Regions from separate parts of the Scylla paramamosain genome. Here region 2 is linked to region 1. A link is a contact called in public Hi-C data. All regions are on one chromosome and are shown on one strand. Each heading gives the region's core, a stretch centred on a gene start, on an enhancer-like site or on the middle of the called end of the contact. The rest is flanking DNA. Distances are from core to core; before and after follow the strand shown. Region 1 holds the start of LOC135089659 (ras-specific guanine nucleotide-releasing factor RalGPS1-like). Region 2 overlaps LOC135089659 (ras-specific guanine nucleotide-releasing factor RalGPS1-like).

Evidence for each region. Hi-C and Micro-C count contacts between places; a contact is called where the count stands out from the background.
Region 2: a contact with region 1 is called in a Hi-C map of muscle, with 2.9 times the contacts expected there. The contact joins the enhancer-like site here to the promoter of LOC135089659 in region 1. A contact is called at or near these places in 2 of 2 Hi-C or Micro-C datasets (muscle and testis).

The regions. Positions count from the first base shown.
Region 1 is chr3:6,298,813-6,305,017 of ASM3559412v1, reverse strand. LOC135089659 (ras-specific guanine nucleotide-releasing factor RalGPS1-like) reads right to left here and starts at 3,734. Exons shown (of 16, transcript XM_063985547.1): 1 at 3,570-3,734.
Region 2 is chr3:6,379,798-6,386,002 of ASM3559412v1, reverse strand. It overlaps LOC135089659 (ras-specific guanine nucleotide-releasing factor RalGPS1-like), which reads right to left. Exons shown (of 16, transcript XM_063985547.1): 3 at 4,612-4,744. The coding sequence starts at 4,728. Among protein-coding and RNA genes, the nearest start is that of LOC135089636, 28 kb to the left of the region's middle. Within about 2 kb of position 3,117, the one cell type or tissue checked has an H3K27ac peak away from gene starts, as active enhancers do.

The sequences.
Region 1 (6,205 bases), core at 2,485-4,984:
GATGTAACTATTAGAATCAGGCCATCTGTGTACACAGTGAGCGAGCCCAGCGTGGTTATGCAACGAGAAATGACATGCTATTCCTAAAGAAAGAAAAAAATCTATTTCATCTTATTTCGGAATGAAGTGCGTGGGCAGTGGGTACTGTCTTACTATGTAAGTTGCGCGGCTTTCCCCTTACCTTATTTCATTGATACGATAGTACAATACACGCCCCGAATCTCCACACTAAATCGGGATGCAAGGAGAGTCAGTGCCATCGGTGGGCGAGGGATGAAGAGAGCTTCCAGTATGGTGGGCCGAGCAGTTAGCAGGTAATGACACGACGTAGTGCGCACTTCCCTCTAGCAGACGGAGGACACCAGCACACCGCAAAGGGCGATGACAGGCAGCGCCACGCTCACCGCCCGACGAAACAGCTTCAGATTTTGGAGTTCTGGGCCACTTCTTTCTTCACAGTTTGCCGCTTGAATTTGCAATAAAATGCAATCACCATGCAGTGTCACCTTATGCAGCATATGAAACATAAGACTAAAAGTATGGCGACAATCTCACATCTAAACAAAGTATTAGGTGAAGGTGAAACTAAACTCTTTAATGAGTACCGCTGTAGCAAGGTCTCTCTCTCTCTCTCTCTCTCTCTCTCTCTCTCTCTCTCTCTCCTGGAAGTTGCTAGACCACGCCCCTGCCACCAGTGCGTTATACGGGAGGCAGCCCAAAAAGGAGGTAAATACATAAGCAAACTGCTAGTCGCCGTTCACGCGCCAGCACAAACAGCATTTCGTCCATTTGTTTACATTCAGATCAGGACTTTCATCCACGTGTGTATCGTGATGGGCGGTGGCTGCAACCCAGGCGAGGGGCGGCGAGGCGGCAGGCAGGTGGCGGCCAGGAAACAATGTGACCATCTGGCCGGCTGGGAGGCAGCAGGCGGAAACACCCGGATCCGCCCCCAAGATGTGCTACCTCCCTCCTTCCGCTCAGGACACACTGCTCTCTCTCTCTCTCTCTCAACGCTGACAAATACATGTTGAGGATTTATTCTCTGTGGATACACTACTTGAATACAACACAGTATCGGTGAGGCTATCAAGGAATGGGCGGGAAGGAGGACAACGTTGTGGTTATGTGTTAACATCGCCATCACCACTGACTGCCGTAGTCTAGACTAGAATAACGCCAGCGCACCAACCACAAGCGGGGTCACCAAGAACAACACCCAACATTTCCCTCTCGGGACAGTTAAGAACACACCTACAATGGACTGTTCTCTTTATCCTGCAGATGATAACCCTGAGAGTGGGTGAATGGTGGAAAAGAGGGAAGGCGGTAGGCTATCCGTTATGTTACTGTGGTTAACTGTGGCCTTGCTCGCCCCAGCAGCCAATAAACAGCAAATCTCGATCATTCTTCACACCGCCACTACCATTACCTGACGGTTCCTCCACTAGCGTCGCCACCGCACACCGCCTAGGTGATGGTACTCTCATTGGGTGCAGCGCTGCACTGCCGTCTGTCAAGCACACTCCACAACGGCCCGGCGGTATTGTTCTGTGGGGGCTGCTAATGCGGCTCTTCACTCCAATTAGCGGCATGACTGTTATGATAATGGCTTCTAATGTTCTTCATCCTCACCTCGTGTTGCCACCTACCAACGGTATCCCCCCTCCCAGAACTGGTGTATATTACTATCCCCGTCGCCACCACTCGCCACGGCAGCTGTCCAGTGACAAGACTCGTCTTGTTATATCGCTACATGATCATATTCTAAAGAATGAAGTTTAGTTTAATTCTACTGCTAATATGCTACCTCACTCAGTCAAGCACGGCCTGAAAACTAAGCATCAGCACTCCAGTCTCAGAATACAGTTTCTCTAAAATTATATTTGCATTTGGATACGCTCCACTATTCGTATGTCTGCAACTAATGCCGTGAACTCATCCAAGTGGTACGTAATAACAGCTGGCGAGCAACCCATAATGAAAGATAACCGCTTTCTTAATTAATGTAAATTATCATTAAAGGAAACAAAACCGTTGAAATCTGCACTTATTACTCCGTTACATCTTATACACTGACAAGGCAGCATCGCTTTTAAATTACTATTTAAGTACAACTGGCTATAAAGGAAATAAATGTAATTAATGTTCTAAGTGCATGTTATCATACAGATCCAACACTATCGCAGTCAGTCACAATTGGCACCCATGAGAGTGCAGTAAACAGATCGGGCTGCTTCCCAGAAAAAAAGAAAAGCACTCGTCAATGTAAGCAAACAAGTTGGGTCGTCTTGCCTGCAGGCGAACCCGGAACACTGGCGGGTGGTGAGCGAAGCGAGGGGGGACGAGGGTGGGGGAAGACCAATGCTGTAGTGCAGCACACAGCCAGGGCTACCAAGGCCTGTCCTTAAGCTGTTAAGAGCTCATAAAAATGTCACTTTTTTTCATTACAATGACTAATAAACAAGCTACATGTTGTATAAGCCACATAATCATCAATCCACAATCAAGTAAACACATTATTACTTCAGGAAGACAATGTTGCTTAAGCGTCCTCAAGAAACCATACACGGCGCGGTACGTCGGTAATCCTACACTACACCGTAAGGCAAACTTTTGTTACAACTCAGCAAATCACTGCCATCGATGTTTTTATTTTCATGAAAGAGAGATGATGAACTGGTTCATTCCATCAATTCCTAGGGCGCAGATGAAACTGAGGCTCCTCAGCAAGATGAATGAATGTCACATTCAGCATTTCCTTCCCTCTACACCTTAATAACTAAGCAAACAGATCATTTAATAAAAATCCTTTACAAACACATCAAAATATCACATACGACTTGAAAGCCTGGTTTAGCTCATACCATATACATTAACACGAAAATACGTAAAAATCACCTATAACCTACAACTCTTCGCAAAACAGCAGGAATTTATCTTACTGAATCGACGCAGGTCCAAACGAAACTGACAACTTAGATGGCATTATATACGTATACTGTCACCTACATACGGGCGTCCAGTCAGTCAGTTTATCTGCCTGAACACCGCTCCTTAGCCACCCCCACGTGGCGGCGGGAACACAAAAAAAGGAACCCAGCAGTCATCGCCTCGACCCGCCCCGCCCTCCACACCCTGTCTGATAGGCCTAACGCCATGTGGGATCTTCACCAGGACCTAAGGGACCTAAGAGGTTAGTGTTGGGCACACCTGGCGCCAGCAGCGTATCCCAACACATCTGAGTGTGGCTGGAGGAAGCGCCAACTGATGTGAGGGCAAAGAGGGCCTGGCGCCGCGACCCTCCCCAACCACCACCGCGGCGGCAGTACTATATAGCCTGGTGCTCATCGCCAGTTCATCACCCCTGAACTATCTCACCAGGGCAACTCCAAGTTGTCACTCACCACTCAGCCCACACTGCAAGCCTGGCATCAGCACGATTCAAACAATGGTATGGAGAAGGAGAGAGAGAAAAAAAACGCATCCCTGCAAACGTTGGCCGCCGTGTATCAGTAGCAGCTGCCACTCGCCTCTCTGAGGTGTTTCCCGCTGTGTTCTCTACATACCTGCTGCCTTGCTGTCTCTCGGCGACAATCCTGTGTTCCAAGACAACGCCTATCCAAGGAATCCACGAATAAACTGAATCAACACCACTGTCAATGACAACCACCTCGAAGAGAGCGGTGTACACCTCTACTGTCCGGCACACTAGACACAACTGACGCTCATTGGTCGACCGCTAGACAACAACATCCAAGCGTGAGGTGCCAGTGCTCCTCTTTCTTACATACTATTTCAGAAAAAAAAGGCTCTATTTTGTATCATGTGGGTTACTTTAGTTAATATTCATATATAAACATAATTAAAAAATTGTAACAGAAAAATTGCAGCAAATTTGATTCGTGCATAATTTCCACTGCATGGCGGAGCCTCGCTAAGCAGAAATCATGACGTCACTGATGATGTCATCCACGCCACTCACGCTCCAGACAATGACGTAAAGATCAATAAAATCCTAGGTATATGAACCTACGATATACATGCTTATATAGCAAAACAAGGAGGTCCACTGAGCTGCCTTGTGCGTAATTAATTCGCTTGAAATGCCAAGATGTTCCAGATATTTTCGATCTACAAGCGGTTAGATGTACCATCATCATCATCATCATGCTTGGGTTCACTGCAGGACAGGAGGGGTGGGAGGTTAGGTAGAGAGAGAGAGAGAGAGAGAGAGAGAGAGAGAGAGAGAGAGAGAGAGAGAGAGAGAGAGAGAGAATCTTGTTACAATATCACGTTTTAAGGCGTTCACTTTATTTAATTAAGATAAACTATTGAAATAAATAAATAGTAAAAAAAAAAATAATTAATTAATCGACTAAATGAAAATCTAAATTATATACTTCTGTTTTCTTTGCTTGAGTAGAATACTTCATTGTATTTGTTTGCCCATGGTTTGTAGTGGTGGCTTACTGATAAGCACTGCATGAAGGGATTAGGTGTAGCGTGCCGCGCGCAAAGCAGCTGGACAAGGAACAGCTGACAAGGTTGCGTTGCAGCGCGGGGCGGAGCAAAAACGGGAAGACAGGGAAGAAGGGTGTGGGCTTGGCTGCGTGAGCAATGCCCGCCTGCCACCCAATTACATCCAGTCTGCCTTCCAGCTTAAATACCCTCACTGTCATAAGGTGAGACAGTATACAAGAACACCTTGTGAATAGTTAGTGCATGGCTGCATCCCACCACATCCCACCCCGAGCGCCGGCGTGCATCGGACGCAGATCCAGGGATACCGCCAGGCTCCTGCTGGACGGCACGTGACAGAAACAGACACACTTTGCTCATCTCCTTTAGCGTAATTTTATTTACCTATTAACTTATCTATTGATTTATTAACAGATGATCAAGGTTGGAAATGTATCAACATGTGTGACACTTCAAAAGCAAGATTCACTGACATTCCTATTCTTATCACATGTAACTTTTACACACACACACACACACACACACACACACACGTACCCTTTTAATGCCACATATGTGTATACAACATTAGGACATGCTGGCACTATATGTAGATGTAACACCTTAACATAGCTGGAACTGCACTCTCCTGCCACACTAAACCACACTTGATGACGAGGCTAAAGGAAAGCAGATAAGAAATTTCAAACCACCCAGCGAGGACAAAATTATTAGAACCTGCTGTTGATACCGCTGATAGTAATTTGTGTTGTTGATGTTGCTGTTGTTGTTGTTGTTGTTGTTGTTGTTGTTGTTGTTGTTGTTGTTGTTGTTGTTGTTGTTGATGTTGATGTTTTGCTGCTGCAGTAGCTGCTGTTGCTTTCTCTCCTCTTGCTGCTGTCGTAACCGTTACTGTGGTTGCTGCTGCTCTTGCATTTGAGTAAAACAAACTTTATGTAAATAACATGACTGTTTGCAAAACATTCTTCCTAAAAAGTAATTCACCGTGTGTGTGTGTGTGTGTGTGTGTGTGTGTGTGTGTGTGTTTGTGTAGATCACGGTATGTCCCTTCATAGTTTCACAATATCCCATATCAGGTGGCGGCTTACTTATTGAAGCCCCATTACAGGCCGCTTGTTGTGTTTTATCATTTCAGAGACATCTGGGAAGACTCTTTGCTGGTGTGGGTGTAGTGCGTTAATGTTTGTCATTCTATAACTTTATATGTGTCAGAAGTGAACTCCATAATACATCCACAACTGAGTGTAAAAATGTATGCAATTTGCAGAATAACTCGCTTCAACTCGAGCATCTAACAGATGCCAAATGGAGGATAGGAGCCTTCCTGCAAGGAATGTTGAGACTAAGTTTTGGCCACTTTCCTGCAGCCTCCTCTAGTTATCTTCTTTGCTGGTGCCGTGATGCTCGACAGTGAAAGGGCCGTCTTGGTAACCTGCTGGTCTGCCCAGCTCACTCTTTCCCCTCAAAGTCTGACATGGAAAGAAATCCAGCTGAGAATCTTCCTCCCTGGCTACTTATGAAGTTTTGAAGGATTGAGTGAGAATAAACATAATACTGATATCAATATTAATAATAACGTAAATGTCAATATATTCAAACTAAATACGAATGCAACCATTCTCAATACTTGTATTAATATTGATTAAAGTATTAATGCCAATATGACATTCGGGACTGCTGCGGTTCAATGTGGAAAGAGATCCTTGATAATCCTATGCGGATG
Region 2 (6,205 bases), core at 1,868-4,367, 82 kb before region 1:
TTCCATAATTAATTAGCTCTCAATGTGTGGCTGCTGAGCATCACCTTGTCCTTTGTCTTCTCCACCTTTCAAAAGTAGTTCTTTCCAGCAAACAAATTTCCACTAAATTACTTTTGGTACACAAATGAGTAGTACAGGAGAACCAATTTTATTCCATATATGGTCATAATGCATTTGATTCTCCAGTCTCCTTTCCTCTGTTACTTACTACATTGTTGTACTTATATTTACTATTAGACTGATCACTTTAGATATTATCTACATAGAGGTATGCCTTAAGTTTCCTTCAGTCATTTAAAGGAATAAGTCAGGTAATATCACCTGGTATAAATATGAATAGAATGACTAAAATGACACTCAGACATTCATGTCCAAAAACAAGCCCATGATCTGTCAAGGAAAATATCTAAGGATATGAAGAGGCATACCAAAGTGAATCAACACAAGATAAACATTAAGCATACAACTTTTGTAACAGAATATATTAAAAAAAGTGCCATAGAAAATACCACAGACCTTGGATATATACATAAAAAATCCAAATCTAACCCCAGGTAACTGTCCCATCCACACATGAACACAACAAAAAGCTAAAAGGTTCATGCAGATCAATTAACATTCTTAACCACTGAGGCAAAAAACTGGAGCAACAGTGCACAAAGATGAGAGACTTTCATTTCAAGCCTCACATGATTTGTTGTTGGAGGAGAAAAGAACATAAATGAGTGATCAACAAAGCATATGTGAAAACAAAGCTTAACACTCATCTTGGCAAAGTTTCTGAAAATGTTTTTGACTGGACACCATACCTAGACGTAACCAAAGTCTTGAATGGAGTTGATTGTAGTGTAGTCCACTACCTATAAAACTGTGAGGAGGAAATTTTATATAACACATGCACGAATGACATATATTTAGGGTGACTTTCTACAATTCAGTTTTTATGTACAATGGCTGCAAAAAAGAAGAAAAAACTTACATGCATCCCCTGTGAAGTCTTTTACTTGCCTTGCTAGACAACAATAAATGGAGAAAAGAGTTCTGGCTAACTGCTAACTACTAACCCCAGCACACACCAGTAAGCCTATCAGTGAGCTGTGAAGCTCTGGTGGAGAAAATAGGTAGGTATACATCTTTCAGCCCACTATTTGCCACAAGAGAGCTTACAATTGCACACATACATATCATACATATAATATGATGTTGACAATATTAGGAAGTCTTGCATTTCAACCCAGTTAGAAAAGGGAATGTCTATGACTTATGTAACTGCATATGTACAGGTTTCCACCCCAAATTATCTACCACCCTACACATACAATGGTGACGTTGCCACCCAGTGTGACACTGAAGAAAATCAGGGCTCTGGTGTACCTTGGATAACTACACCAGGGCAAAACAGGATCTTCAAGCATGAGGTAATCCTTGATCAAACTGTAACAGCTTCTATACTGAAGAATAAGCAACCACACTTCATAGATATGGCAATGAGATCATTACATTGCTGGAAAAAAAAGTGTGAGATGAGATCCAGCAATAACAAGGACTTGTAAGAGAAATGGAAGGAGTTGTGGGTCGACATAGATATCTGCTATGAGTTCATGCTTCTTTAAGCATGTAGAATTAGTGGCAAAGTGTGGAATTTTTTTCCCAAGAAAGTGATCACTCTGTCCAAAGTTGTAATAAGACATGTGATCTTTGTAATACTTGTTGTAAATATGTTTACTGCAATTTAAGTTGGGATAAATTCATGTAACAACTAAAATGAAGTAGTGACATTAGATATGCATTATGTTAATTACAATATCATTTAGGATCACTAATCACACGAAGCCAACACTGTAACGTCAAGACCTCAAACACATATAATGTAGGAAACACTATTTTACCATCCATTTCCACATGCACTGAGATTAAAGCTTCTTCTAACTAATTATACTGGCTTCCAAGAAAGTTAAACATGATAAGTGTCTGATTATTATTAGTACAAATGAATAACGCAACTGAACCACTGAAATGCATCTACCAAGAACTGCAGTCCCAGCTGATACCAAAAAGGCTCTCACACACCATTCATCAGGATTTGGGGTGATTCAGTCTGCTGTTCCTACCATCTGCCTAGCTAAGTTCCTCAGTAGCCACACTAGGATATGGATAAAATATGGCAGACATGTGCAGTGAGAATTCAAATAAAATTATTCTTGGTCAAATACTTCCCAAAGGGATAATCAACATGACCAAATAATAAAGGTAATGGAATGTATAAATATACCTCCAGTAAAAGTTCATACCAGTTAAGTTTATCTGTTTTAATTCCCTTAAAAACCATGTGAGCATTTTTTTTTGCAGCCACTGTAAGATGCAGAGTATGACAAGAGTTTATTTGTTGTTTGTTAATGGTATAAGCTCAGAATGTAGAATCTATGTAATCAGCATATCTGTGAAAATGTCTTGCTGTCCCACCATTATAAGTATTAGTAAGTAATGCTATTAAAAGAAAAGTTTTCAATTTCACAACACTGAATACACCCTTCATTTTCTCTTACAGGAGATGAAGGCTGTATCAGAATTCATAAAAAATAAGAAATAAGAGAATGGAGATGTTTCTTATTTAAGGGTGAACAGATAAACCTCCTCCTCTCTTGAAGAGATTAGAAGAGAATGCAAGAAATATTATGAAAAAGGAATGGCAGGACTATAAGTGGCATGGACTGAGATTACATATGAGAGGTACTGAGAATAACAAAGTTTTTTTCTTTACACCAACACTTCAATCTACTAATGTCAGCATTCTATTATACTCTATATGTGTGTTGCCTCTTCCTAAAAACTACCCTCAAAGCACTGGTTGTGAAAGGGTTCCAAAGGGCAGCAACTGATCACCCTACACAAGGACAGCTAAGAAACATATTGGGACAATTGTGATTGTAAGTCTAGATAACAGTTGTTGTGGCTATTTCAGCAACAACTGGTGCTCAGTTGTTAGTAGCACTGAGACAACATCTAAATGTCCTTAAATCAAAGCCAACAGTTTTCATACCAGTCACCATCTTACACTGCAGCTACCCACATCCAGATCCACCATGAGTAGGGTGTTGTAGATTGCTCCACTTTACATAACAGGCCTTCAAAATGCTCATGCAAACTAGGGGTTTACTGTCAACTGGAAAACATTATGAGGCATAAATATCCCCAAGAGTTACAAACAAGACTACCACACAAGGCAGGCAGCTCTAACTGATCTTCACAACTGAACTTCTCCACAGTTGAGCACAGTATCCATTGCATTTATCCATGGATAATGAACTGTCTTTAAGAGGGTAATTTACACCACATGTGTAAATCCTTATTACCATTTCAAGAATAGGAAAAAAGGACAAGGAGGAGCAGGTCCCTAGCTCAGCACCACCCTGAGGTAGAATCTTGTAGACAGTGAAAGAATACAATGGTATAATGGAGTTGTGGAGGACACCAACCTTCACTTCTGGAAGAGACCAGCTAGCAGCTGGAATGGGCAAATGATCTAATACCACAAGTGGTGACATCCAATCATTAATACTGATGTAACTAACATTCATTATAACCTCAAAGCACTAAAGAAATTTTGCAAATTTAGTTTTGTTTGAAAATAACATGAAAATAAGAATAGATATTTGCAATGCATAACTAGGTTGTTCATCTTAGAATGAACTGTCTATGAAAATAGTTTCATAGCTCTCCTTTAATGGCTGTCATATATATGCCTCTCAGTCTGTGCCTCTTTGTACCTACATGATCGCACCTTTAATGAGATTTTTACACTGTTCTCACATAAACACTAATTGCTCTGTGTGTATGGCACGATGATTCAGACAGAAGGTCTCTAATGGGAGTGTTGGTAAAACATCTGTAAAGACTATTATTTTTTAATGCTTCATTAAGTCTGTGCCAGATGAAATCTTGCACTATGTTTGTACATTTCATTTATAATGAAATATGAAATAATGAAATCATGATTATGAAAGACTGAATTCTGATTGAAATTTCTGAATAACAAAAACTTCAATGTAATGTATGTATATATGAGGGGACTCAAATACAAAAGGGTTTGTTTCTCAGCTGTTAAAACTGCATTAATAAGACAATACAAAACATTCATCACACATTTATTAAGTCAACATGAAAGAAAATTTTCTGAGCTTTTCAGCTCATGACAGACCAGAGAATAGTCTGCCATTAGCAGGAGAGAAGGCCATGAGGAAGGCTGGAGAAAGTCCTAAAAAATGGTCAAGTACTACACATGCCACAGAACTGACAATGACAACAGAAACATTTCTTTACTGCAATATGTATGATTTCAATGTCAATCAAACCCAGTGTGTAAATCAAGCTAAGCTCAGTTCCAAAAATGTGTGTGTGTGTGTGTGTGTGTGTGTGTGTGTGTGTGTGTGTGTGTGTGTGTGTGTGTGTGTGTGTGTGTGTGTGTGTGTGTGTGTGTGTGTGTGTGTACTGCTGTTGAGTTAGGACATCAAACACTACATAATGATTAGCAATACAAGCACTGCTTCTGAACATCAACACGTGGGGTAAGGGGTGGTGATGAGACAGGAAGGATGGCACTGGTTCTCTCACCTCATTGATGCGGAGGGCAGCAAGGCTATCACAGGATATGTCTCTAGGCATCTCGGAGTACCTCATCTTCGTGCACGAGAATGATGCTTTCGCTGCCCTTGGTCCCACCACTGACATGGGCTCACCATCAATCCTGCAATGGAGTACACAAGACGTTGTACTAAAGGCAATACAGGATGGTGCACTAATAAGATGATACAGCTGGGAGATACAAAGGTGTAGCAAATATAAGGTGCTGTAGAGTGTATGGGAGGCTACAGTATTACACAACAGCAAAGAAAAACCTACATCAGAATAGCACAGTAGGGAAAAGCTACATATTTAATTGACAATGGATTGTACTGATATGGTTATTTAAATGTGACTAGTACAAGAACAAACTAATATAATAAATATATGTATGTAAAACTATATGTACAAGCAGATCCCAATTTATGAATGCTTGAATTCCAAATTTTCAAAGTTATGAGAAAGACTGTTTCACCTTTTGTGCTGATTTATATGAATGCAGAATTTGCATTTAAAAATTAAACCCTCAAAAGGTACACAGCAATGGTAACTATCAAGAAAGACATGTGTGTGTGTGTGTGTGTGTGTGTGTGTGTGTGTGTGTGTGTGTGTGTGTGTGTGTGTGTGTGTGTGTGTGTGTGTGTGTGTGTGTGTGTGTGTGTGTGTGTGTGTGTGTGTGTGTGTGTGTGACATGAAAAAAATGTTATTCACAATATCTTTAGAATTTTTTTTCCAGGGACAAACCTCTTTAAGTCTATGGGAAAATGAGAGAGAGAGAGAGAGAGAGAGAGAGAGAGAGAGAGAGAGAGAGAGAGAGAGAGAGAGAGAGAGAGAGAGAGAGAGAGAGAGAGAGAGAGAGAGAGAGAGAGAGAGAGAGAGAGAGAGAGAGAGAGAGAGAGAGAGAATCTTAAGGGAGATAATATACCAGACCTAAAATATAACCCATCACAAGTATGAAGTGAGAGAGAGAGAGAGAGAGAGAGAGAGAGAGAGAGAGAGAGAGAGAGAGAGAGAGAGAGAGAGAGAGAGAGAGAGAGAGAGAGAGAGAGAGAGAGAGAGAGAGAGAGAGAGAGAGAGAGAGAGAGAGACTCCACAGGAGGCTTCAGATTTCACTTTTATTTTATGATGTTATGTCATGTCAAGAGTAATATTTCTTCCTCCATATTGTGTATATATATATATATATATATATATATATATATATATATATATATATATATATATATATATATATATATATATATATATATATATATATATATATATAAACTATACTGTATATGTAGTGTGAATAATATGCGCATCCTGTAAGTGTATATATTCATAAAGTACAAGTACATACATAGGTGTATACACTGACACTTCTCATTACCTCAATGATGCATAATATTTATGAAGACAAAAAAAAAAGGAAAAAAAAAAATCCAAAGCATTTTATCCTAAAAAAAAAGAAAAAAACAACAACATTTTATTCTCAAGAAAAATATAAATTCCAGAGTATTTTATTGTCTGCCTTGAAGTCTTCACAGTTGTGTGTTTCCTGGTTCATTTCCAAATCCCAGAAATACCAAGATAATATAATGGA